2 separate regions of the Mus musculus genome follow, and region 2 is linked to region 1. The links are chromatin contacts, called in public promoter capture Hi-C maps. All regions are on one chromosome and are shown on one strand. Each heading gives the region's core, a stretch centred on a gene start, on an enhancer-like site or on the middle of the called end of the contact. The rest is flanking DNA. Distances are from core to core; before and after follow the strand shown.

Evidence for each region. Capture Hi-C pulls out chosen DNA fragments and counts their contacts.
Region 2: a promoter capture Hi-C map of adipose tissue shows a contact between it and region 1. The contact joins the promoter of Lmntd2 here to the promoter of Ptdss2 in region 1. A contact is called at or near these places in 4 of 39 promoter capture datasets (cranial neural crest, fetal liver, liver and 1 more), 11 of 484 Hi-C or Micro-C datasets (B cells, the G1E-ER4 cell line, Th1 cells and 6 more), 9 of 115 datasets of contacts at active chromatin or transcription factors (the SCID.adh cell line, effector CD8 T cells, embryonic stem cells and 4 more) and 4 of 9 other capture datasets (adipose tissue, liver, macrophages and 1 more).

Annotation. Positions count from the first base shown.
Region 1 is chr7:141,129,242-141,133,088 of GRCm38.p6, forward strand. Ptdss2 (phosphatidylserine synthase 2) reads left to right here and starts at 2,045. Exons shown (of 12, transcript NM_013782.4): 1 at 2,045-2,276. The coding sequence starts at 2,161.
Region 2 is chr7:141,213,061-141,217,082 of GRCm38.p6, forward strand. Lmntd2 (lamin tail domain containing 2) reads right to left here and starts at 1,412. Exons shown (of 14, transcript NM_001382822.1): 1 at 1,375-1,412; 2 at 814-1,017; 3 at 574-726; 4 at 142-229; 5 at 1-21. The coding sequence starts at 998. It overlaps Rassf7 (Ras association (RalGDS/AF-6) domain family (N-terminal) member 7), which reads left to right and starts at 2,800. Exons shown (of 6, transcript NM_025886.3): 1 at 2,800-2,880; 2 at 3,661-3,791; 3 at 3,940-4,022. The coding sequence starts at 3,668.

The DNA of each region.
Region 1 (3,847 bases), core at 795-3,294:
AAGAGGAAAAGGAGAAGGAGGAGGAGGGGGGGGGTGGGGAGGAGAGACCAAAATATCTGGCTAAAGGGCAGCCCAGCCCCTGAACTGGAAAGTTCAGAGTAGCAACGTGGTATGCCAGGTAGGGACTGAGGGATGCTGGGAGAACCTGGAAGCTAGATGTGCTTTAGTATGTAAAATATGCACTTCAGCCCTTGTCCCTGGGTCTAAAACCCTGCACAGGTCACCTAGAAAGACCCTCTGCAGATCTAAGGGGGCCTTCAGGAGCCCCTCTGAAGCCCTTTTTTGAAGTCCCTTTGAAGGCTGGGTGGTTGTTTGTTTGAGACAGGATCTCACTATATATCCCAGGCTGACTTGAACTTGCTATGTAGATTAAACTAACCTTCCAAACTCACTGAGATCTGCCTGCCCCTGGGACCTGGAATGAAAGGTCTGGACTACTGGTGCCATCCATACCCAGCAACACAGGCTGAGAGCTCCAAGGATCTCTGGGGGGATGGGGGGTCTTACTCCTCTAATTTATGGTTTGTCAGTTTGAACAATGACAGGGAGGCTGACAAACCCACGACTTTTGGGCAAACATGTCCTGATCTGGCCTTGAGCTTGTCTGGACTGGTGACCCTCCTGGTGGAGAAAAGGTTCACCAAGGCCTTTCTTTTAAGCTGCTAGACTTTTATTTCAGGTAAGGAGGGTGAAGAAGAAACCAAGAGTCTGCCATCTTATTGTTTATTTGTTTGTTTGTTTCAAGATAGAGTTTTTCTTTGTAGCCTTTGTTTTCTAGGATCTCATTATGTAGACCAGGCTGCCCCAAACTCACAAAGATCTTCCTGCCTCTGCCTCCTGAGTACTGGGATTAAAGGTGTGGGCCACCGCTACCCGGCTGAATTTTGTCATCTTCAATATCCAATAGGCTCTCTCTTCTCTGTCTGCCTATCAGGGAATCTATCTAACTCCTAATCTCACGTGAAGGATAACCACAGACTCCCTGATATATATACCTCCACCTCAAAGTGCTGGGATTGCAGGCTGGTGGCACCACAAGCCAACACATCTGAGAAAACTGAAGAAGGACCCACACTCTCAGACAAGAAGCCCATTCCCTACCTCTGGCAAAATGTAAGTACTCTCAGCAACTAACCATACCAGTTTCAACTATCCAACTTGACTGGTCCTGCTAATTTAGTCATTAATTTTTATTTACGTTAAAGTTTGAGACAGAGTCTAGCCTTGGCTGATCTAGAGCTCACAGTGTGTAGACTTGGATGGCTTCAAACACATATAGATCTTCCTGCCTCTGATACCTGAGTGCTAGGATTAAAGGACTATGCCATCATGTCTGGCAATAATTTATCTAATTTATCTATCTATCTACATCTATTTATTAGTGTATAAGTGTTTTGGTTGAGTGTATGCATCTATACACCAACTGTATACAGTGCCCTAGATACTAGAAGAGGGCATTGGAGCCACTGCTGCTATGTGAGAGTGGAAACTGAACTCCATCCTCTAGAAGGTCAGGCAGTGATCTTAACTGCTAAGCCATTTCTCTATCACTATTTCATCTTATTTATTTATTCATTCATTCATTCATTTTCGAGACGGTTTCGCTGTGTAGTTCTGGCTGTCCTTGAACTCACTCTGTAGACCAGGCTGGCCTTGAACTCAGAGACCCGCCTGCCTCTGCCTCCCAAGTGCTGGGATTAAAGGCATGGGCCACCAGTGCCCGGCGCCTCCTTTTTTTTTTAATTCAAGGTTTGAATAACTCAGGCTGTCCTTGGATTCGTTCAATCCTCCTGCCTCAGCTTCCGGAGTTTAGTTTGCTTGGCAGGGCTGTCTACCACAACAGTTTAGGTTGAGTCTCTTTTGCGTCCCTATCCCCAGAGATTATATGTCTTCGGAACTTTATCAACACCAGCCAGTGCCAGCCGGCTTGTACAGTCTCTGTCAGGCGGAGCACGCGGCCGGTCTCCTAGCAACCGGACCGCGTCCCTCCCACCGGGCAGTTTAGGGCTTTCCAGCGCCCAGCATGCCCTGCGGCCCGGCGCGCACTACGCGTCCCACAATGCCTCACGGCCCCGCCCCACTCCCGCGGAGACCCCGCCGGGCAGCACTGCGACCCCAGCCCACCGCCTGCAGCCTACTGGGCTGCGCAGGCCGGGCGCCATGCGGAGGGGCGAGCGCAGAGTCGCCGGAGGCTCGGGATCTGAGTCTCCGCTGCTCAAGGGCCGCCGCAGCACCGAGTCTGAAGTCTACGACGATGGCACTAACACCTTCTTTTGGTGAGGGTCTCCCCGCGTCGGGGCAGGAGTTTGGGACAGACAGTTTAGATTGGAATCGGGAACCGTCAGGGCCTGGATCAGCCAGGGGAGCGCCTCACTCCCTCCGGCCCTCGTGGAACCCCCCGTGGTCGTCTCCGTATGAGATGTCGAGTGTTTTTTCGGATCGGAGGAGCCCCGGGATGAGCTCTGGAAGGCCTGGCCACTACATATTAGTGACTTTTCAGGTTTCCCTTTCTGGGGGATAGCTGTTGTTCCCCTGCTCTTCACCCGTAACGTTGCCCTGAACTGGCCTGGTGGGCATGGCATATCTGTATGGTAGATTTTCCTCACAGCTACCCTTTTCAGTGACCCTTGCTTGCACAACTCAACCTCTGACAAGTTTTGGGGTCAGGTTGCCCCGTCTGCCTTTCGTGGAGTTGAGTGCGTAGGAATTGCAGGTGTTTTGCTTCTTTGAAGGACCATGCCACCGCCCTGGCTGACCAGGTGTAATCCCATGACCTTGGGCTAACCCTTCACCTTTCCTTGTTTGTGAGAAGGAGCACGCTTCATGAGAGGAATGGCTTTGCTTTTATTTCAGGCAGCCAAGTTTCTACCCACCTATGCGACACTGGAGTCCCAGGGTGGGCCCTACAGGCAAGTGACACCCAAGTGCACAGAAACAAATGTGTTCCCACTGGAGGGGATGTTAAGTGGAAGTTGCTCTGAGAGAACAGAGCTGTGGCAGTGTCCAGAACACATTTGATCAGAGAGAATCCTGGTCTGGAAGTGTTAAGATAATTCAGGAGAAGGTGCCATCACACAGATAGGGTCCTCCAAGGGACTCTTGTGTATGTCAGCTTGTATCTCTGGCTTGCAAGTGGGAGTGGTAACTGAGGCACTGGTGAGATACAGTTGAAATAGCAGGAAAGTGGGTTGGGTGTGGGAGATAGCTTTGCATCTGGACCTTATACTATTAGCACCTTCCCTGGGTTATGGACAGCTTCTGCAGTGAGAGCCAACCAGAGCTGCTTTTCAATATGATTCCGTCTAATGACTGTGAAAACATTAGAGGGAAAAGAAGCAATCCCAGCACTTGGAAGGCAGAGGCAGGTGGGTCTCTGTGAGTTTGAAGCGAGCCTGGTTTACATAGTGAGTTTCCAGTACAGCCAGACCCTGGAGGGAGCGAGAGAGGGAGAGAGAGAGAGAGCGCGCTTGGAAGCGAGCATGGGGCAGTTGAAGTTGTGGGTATGGTGCCAGAGCTAGTGCCGATGGCCTTCTTTGACCTTTGAGGTCCTTTGGACATTAAAATGGCCTATAAGTCGGGCTGTTGCAACCCCATAAACTAATCTGAAGACTGATCCCATACCCCATTCTTCTTGACTGGACATAATGGCCTCTAACCCCATAACTGACCCCACACCATCTCAGTCATATCCTGGATGACAGGACAAAGAGGAATGATGCTTACAAAATCCCTGACCCACACCTGGTTTTTTGTTTTCATAAACCGTGCACTGCCTTACTTCAGGGCCAAGAGATCTTTGTGGCAGGAGCCTGTTCCTGGTTGCCTACTTAAATAAAGGACTCCAATT
Region 2 (4,022 bases), core at 162-2,661, 83 kb after region 1:
CTCCTCTAACTGCTGTTTCTCCTGATGAGGAATTTCTGCCAGTGAGAGAGGCCTCCAGTGGCCCCACCTTTCAGACCAACCCTAGGTGGGTAGCTACAGCCTGCCAAGTCATCGCCCTGATCCCTGATCCCACCCCATCACCTGCTGAGCTTGTTCCTTCTGTGCTTTCAGCTCCAGGGTTAGCTTCTGGACCTGGTTCCGCAGGAATTTGTCTTGACTTTTGGAGTTCCTGGTAGGAGGGGCAATCATACCCCTTAGTCTAGGTCAAGCAAGGGTTCCGAAGAGTAGGTAAAGGAGGCCCCACAGCCACCAAACCCTGGAGGCACATATTAGAACAGGCCAGTGCAGAGTAAACCCTAACAGGTCTGGGCAGGGGTCTACATGCTAGGGAGTAGGATGACATTTCCAGCACAGTAACTTAATCAAGGGTATGGCAGAGTGTCAAGTCATGCAAGGAGTAAAGTTAGAGGCAATCAGGTAGAGGAGGGCTCAGTGGTTGAGGCTGGGGTCAGACAGAAAGTAGGAGCCACAGCAGGGTAGGACCTGGGTTGGGCTGAGGGTTTCACCACTGACCGCTCAGAGGGAACCCCTGCCACCTCTTGCAGGATGCTGGAGTATCGGGCATTGTGGCCATTCTGAACAGCCCACCGAAGTGCCTGGATCTCTAGTTCTCTCTGTTCCCATAAGAGCCTCAGGGTACGTGGGTCCAGGGTTTCAGGGGCTAACCTGCAATTTCAGAGCCCTGTGGTTTGATCAGGCTGGCCCGTTGGCTGGCCCAGCCCAGGAGGCCGCCCCACCCCGCTGCCTCCTTACTGCTGCTTGACGGAGCAGCCCATTGGTGTGGATGTGTAGAGCTTAGCGCTCTGAGAATAGGAAGGAGCCACTCTGTCGACAGGTGTGCCAACTGGAGACCCTAAGTCACTGCTGTCTGGCTGTACACCTGCTGGAGCTGGGGATACCTGCTTATCTTCAGACTCCTGGCAAGACTTAGGGGCCATGCTTGATGTTGCTCAGGAGCTGGGAAGGAAGGAAGGCCGGAAGCAGAATAGAGTCTGTCCTGTGTCCCAGGTGTGGGAACCTCACAGGACTCTCTCTGTGTGCCACAGAGGCCCAGTTAGCACTTGCCAGTTCTTTCTGAGGAGGCTTACAGGTGACTACTCAATAGGACATAGGACTGCTGCTCACACAAGTGTCCTCATCTCTATGTTTCAGGCTAGGACAGCAGGTCACTTTCCTGGGCAACATATCCCCAGTATATACATATATTCCCTACTGTCCCCTCTTTCCCTACTTAAACTCAGGCTAGGTGCTAACCTTTTGCCTGAAACTCCTACTCATGTCCCCCTCAGCCCAGGAACTCACCACCAAACTCACCTGAGGCCTAAACCCACAGAAGGCCTAGGGAAGGAAGCATTCTATACCGTTGCCATGGATTTCTGTACCTGAGGGGGGAGGGTGTCTGTTACCAGAAGCATCCAGGGAGACCCGGCCCAGGACCACGAGTGCATTCTGTACCAATATGGTCTGGATCTGTAAACCAGATTCCTACCCACCCAGCTAAGCCAAGGAGGCCCAGGGAACTACCTGTCCCTAGCCAGTGGTGATAGGCTGGTACTGGAAAACAATGGTGTCCTATGAGTAAATTCAGTGTGGTGTGTGTGTGTGTGTGTGTGTGTGTGTGTGTGTGTGTGAGAGAGAGAGAGAGAGAGAGAGAGAGAGAGAGAAGTATGTATAGGTGTCTTGAGTATGTAAATGGTCCTAGGGAAGTGAGTTGATTTAAGGGGCAGTCAAGGATGGTGATAAGAGACTGGAGAGGCTGTGCTAACTCTAGCCAACAAGTGAAGCTGTGTCTGATAGCCTTCTACCTAACTCTTGGAAGCCTTCCTGTGTTTATCTCCACACCTCTGGGCTCTCCCCAATGGTAGTTCCACTAGTGAACCCTGAAGGACCTTGCTTCTGCCTCAGATCAGAAGAGAGGCCCAGAAGGTTCCTTCTACCTTGTCAGCCTCATACTTCCATCTGCTTCCTTATGGCCACAAGGGCTTGGGAATCTCCTCCCACAGCATTGCGATGGGGCAGAGCAGACAGAGCCCCACCAGGGCAGCAGAGAAGCCATTAGCCCCCCGCCCCCCTCCCGCTTCAGGGAGAGGAGGACTGCTGTGGAGGACGCTGGATCCGTTGGGGGAGGGGAGAGGATGGAGCTTCAGACAAAGATCCCAGGGTCTTTGTCCCAGTCAGCCTCAGGGACGACCCCCTCCCCCACCAGGGTGCAGGGCCCACTAAACTCCACCTCCCTCGGGTAGCAGCCCGGAATGGAACGAGGTGGGCGGGAGTGTTCATGGCCTTTCTTCCCGGTGTCCTCAGCCACAGATTCCTTAGGGAGCAGGGCTGAAAAGGCCTAGAGCGATTGTTGAGATGGGGTGCACGTCAGGGTTGCAGGATTCCAGTCAGGAGCCCTCTCTGTGGGCGGAGACCAGCACTTTGAAAGTCGGCTGAGGAAGTCTGAGCTGGGAGCACACCTCACTTGGGCCAATCAGCCCAGAGCTAACGCAGCAGCAGACGCGCTTCCGCATTGATTAACAGAGGTGAGCATCTGGGGCGACTCCGTCCGGCCACTACCTAACTCAGGGCCCCGCCCACACCTGGTTGCCTCCGGGGCGGGACCGAGTAACGAGCCAATGGGGCGTGGTGGGAGAAGGGTCGCCAATGGGAGTGGGCATGGGGCGGGAGACACACGCCTCCGAGCTAATGGGATGCTGTGGGGCGGGGCGTGAAGACCGGGAGCCAATGAGGCCGTGAGGTTGGGCGCGCCGCGGCGCTGGGACAGCAGGTTGAGGCGGCACCGAAGCGCCCAAGTCCCGAAGGCCAGCAAGTACCCAGGTGAGCTGTGCCGGGTTCTCGAGACTCCTGAGCACTGGGCGCGGCATCAGGGAGCCGTCTTCGACCGAGGAGAAGCGAATCTGGGTGAAGGGACGCGTGGTGGCCGTGCTGCACCTGCGTCTGTCCGCTGCAGAGTGGGACGTCTGGATCCCGCGCTGCCGGGGATCTGCCGTGAGGCGGGCTGTGCCCACCCCCCCCAGTGGGGCGGGACCACCAGAACCCAGAGCTCTGGCTGGACGGGAGGGACTGCAGAGGCGGACCGGGGACTGGCGTGGGGCAGAGGGCGCTCCTCAGGTCTGGGGTCGGTTCGGAGATGGAGGTCTGTCTGAGTTGTGACTCTCAGCTTCTCCCAGGCCCAAGACTGTTCCCTCCCTGGGGGGGCGTTTCCATGACTGAGGCCGGCGTTGTATTTGCATATAGTCATTACTATGTGCCTGGGGACGGTCGCCCGCGTGAAAAGGGTAGTGGCCTTTGAGCCTGGTGACCGGGGGACAGGAAAACCTGGACCTGGTTAATGATTCACCCCGTTCCTGGAGTGGAGTGGGGTGGGTGGGGCAAGAGAAGGCTGGTGAAGGAGGGGACGCCTCAAAATGCTCATGAGGGCCAAACTAGTTCCCCAGCCACTCCAGGAATGTGTGGCCTGCGGGTGGGGCTGGGCACAGGAGGGCAGGGCTGAAGGCCACAGTCCTGAGCCAGTTGTTGTGGCAAGCCAAGAGAAGAGGGCCAGGCTTTGGTAGAGGGAGACCTGACCTGATCTCATGGCCTGTGCCCTCCCCACAGGACAGGGATGGTCTTGGAGCTTGTGGCCATGGAGCTGAAGGTCTGGGTGGACGGCATCCAGAGGGTGGTCTGTGGGGTCTCAGAACAGACCACCTGCCAAGAAGTGGTCATTGCGCTGGCCCAAGCTATAGGTGAGTTTCTTGGGGACAAGGAAACCAAACTGGTGGGGCTGTGGTCTAACAGCATCTTCCCTTCCATGGAGGGTGGGGTTGATTGCTCTATTCTTCAAGCCAGTAGATAGAGGGGGGGACATAGGCTGAACCCGTCTCTCCTCCACAGGCCAGACAGGTCGATTTGTCCTTGTGCAGCGTCTTAGGGAGAAGGAACGACAGCTGCTGCCACAGGAGTGTCCAGTGGGAGCC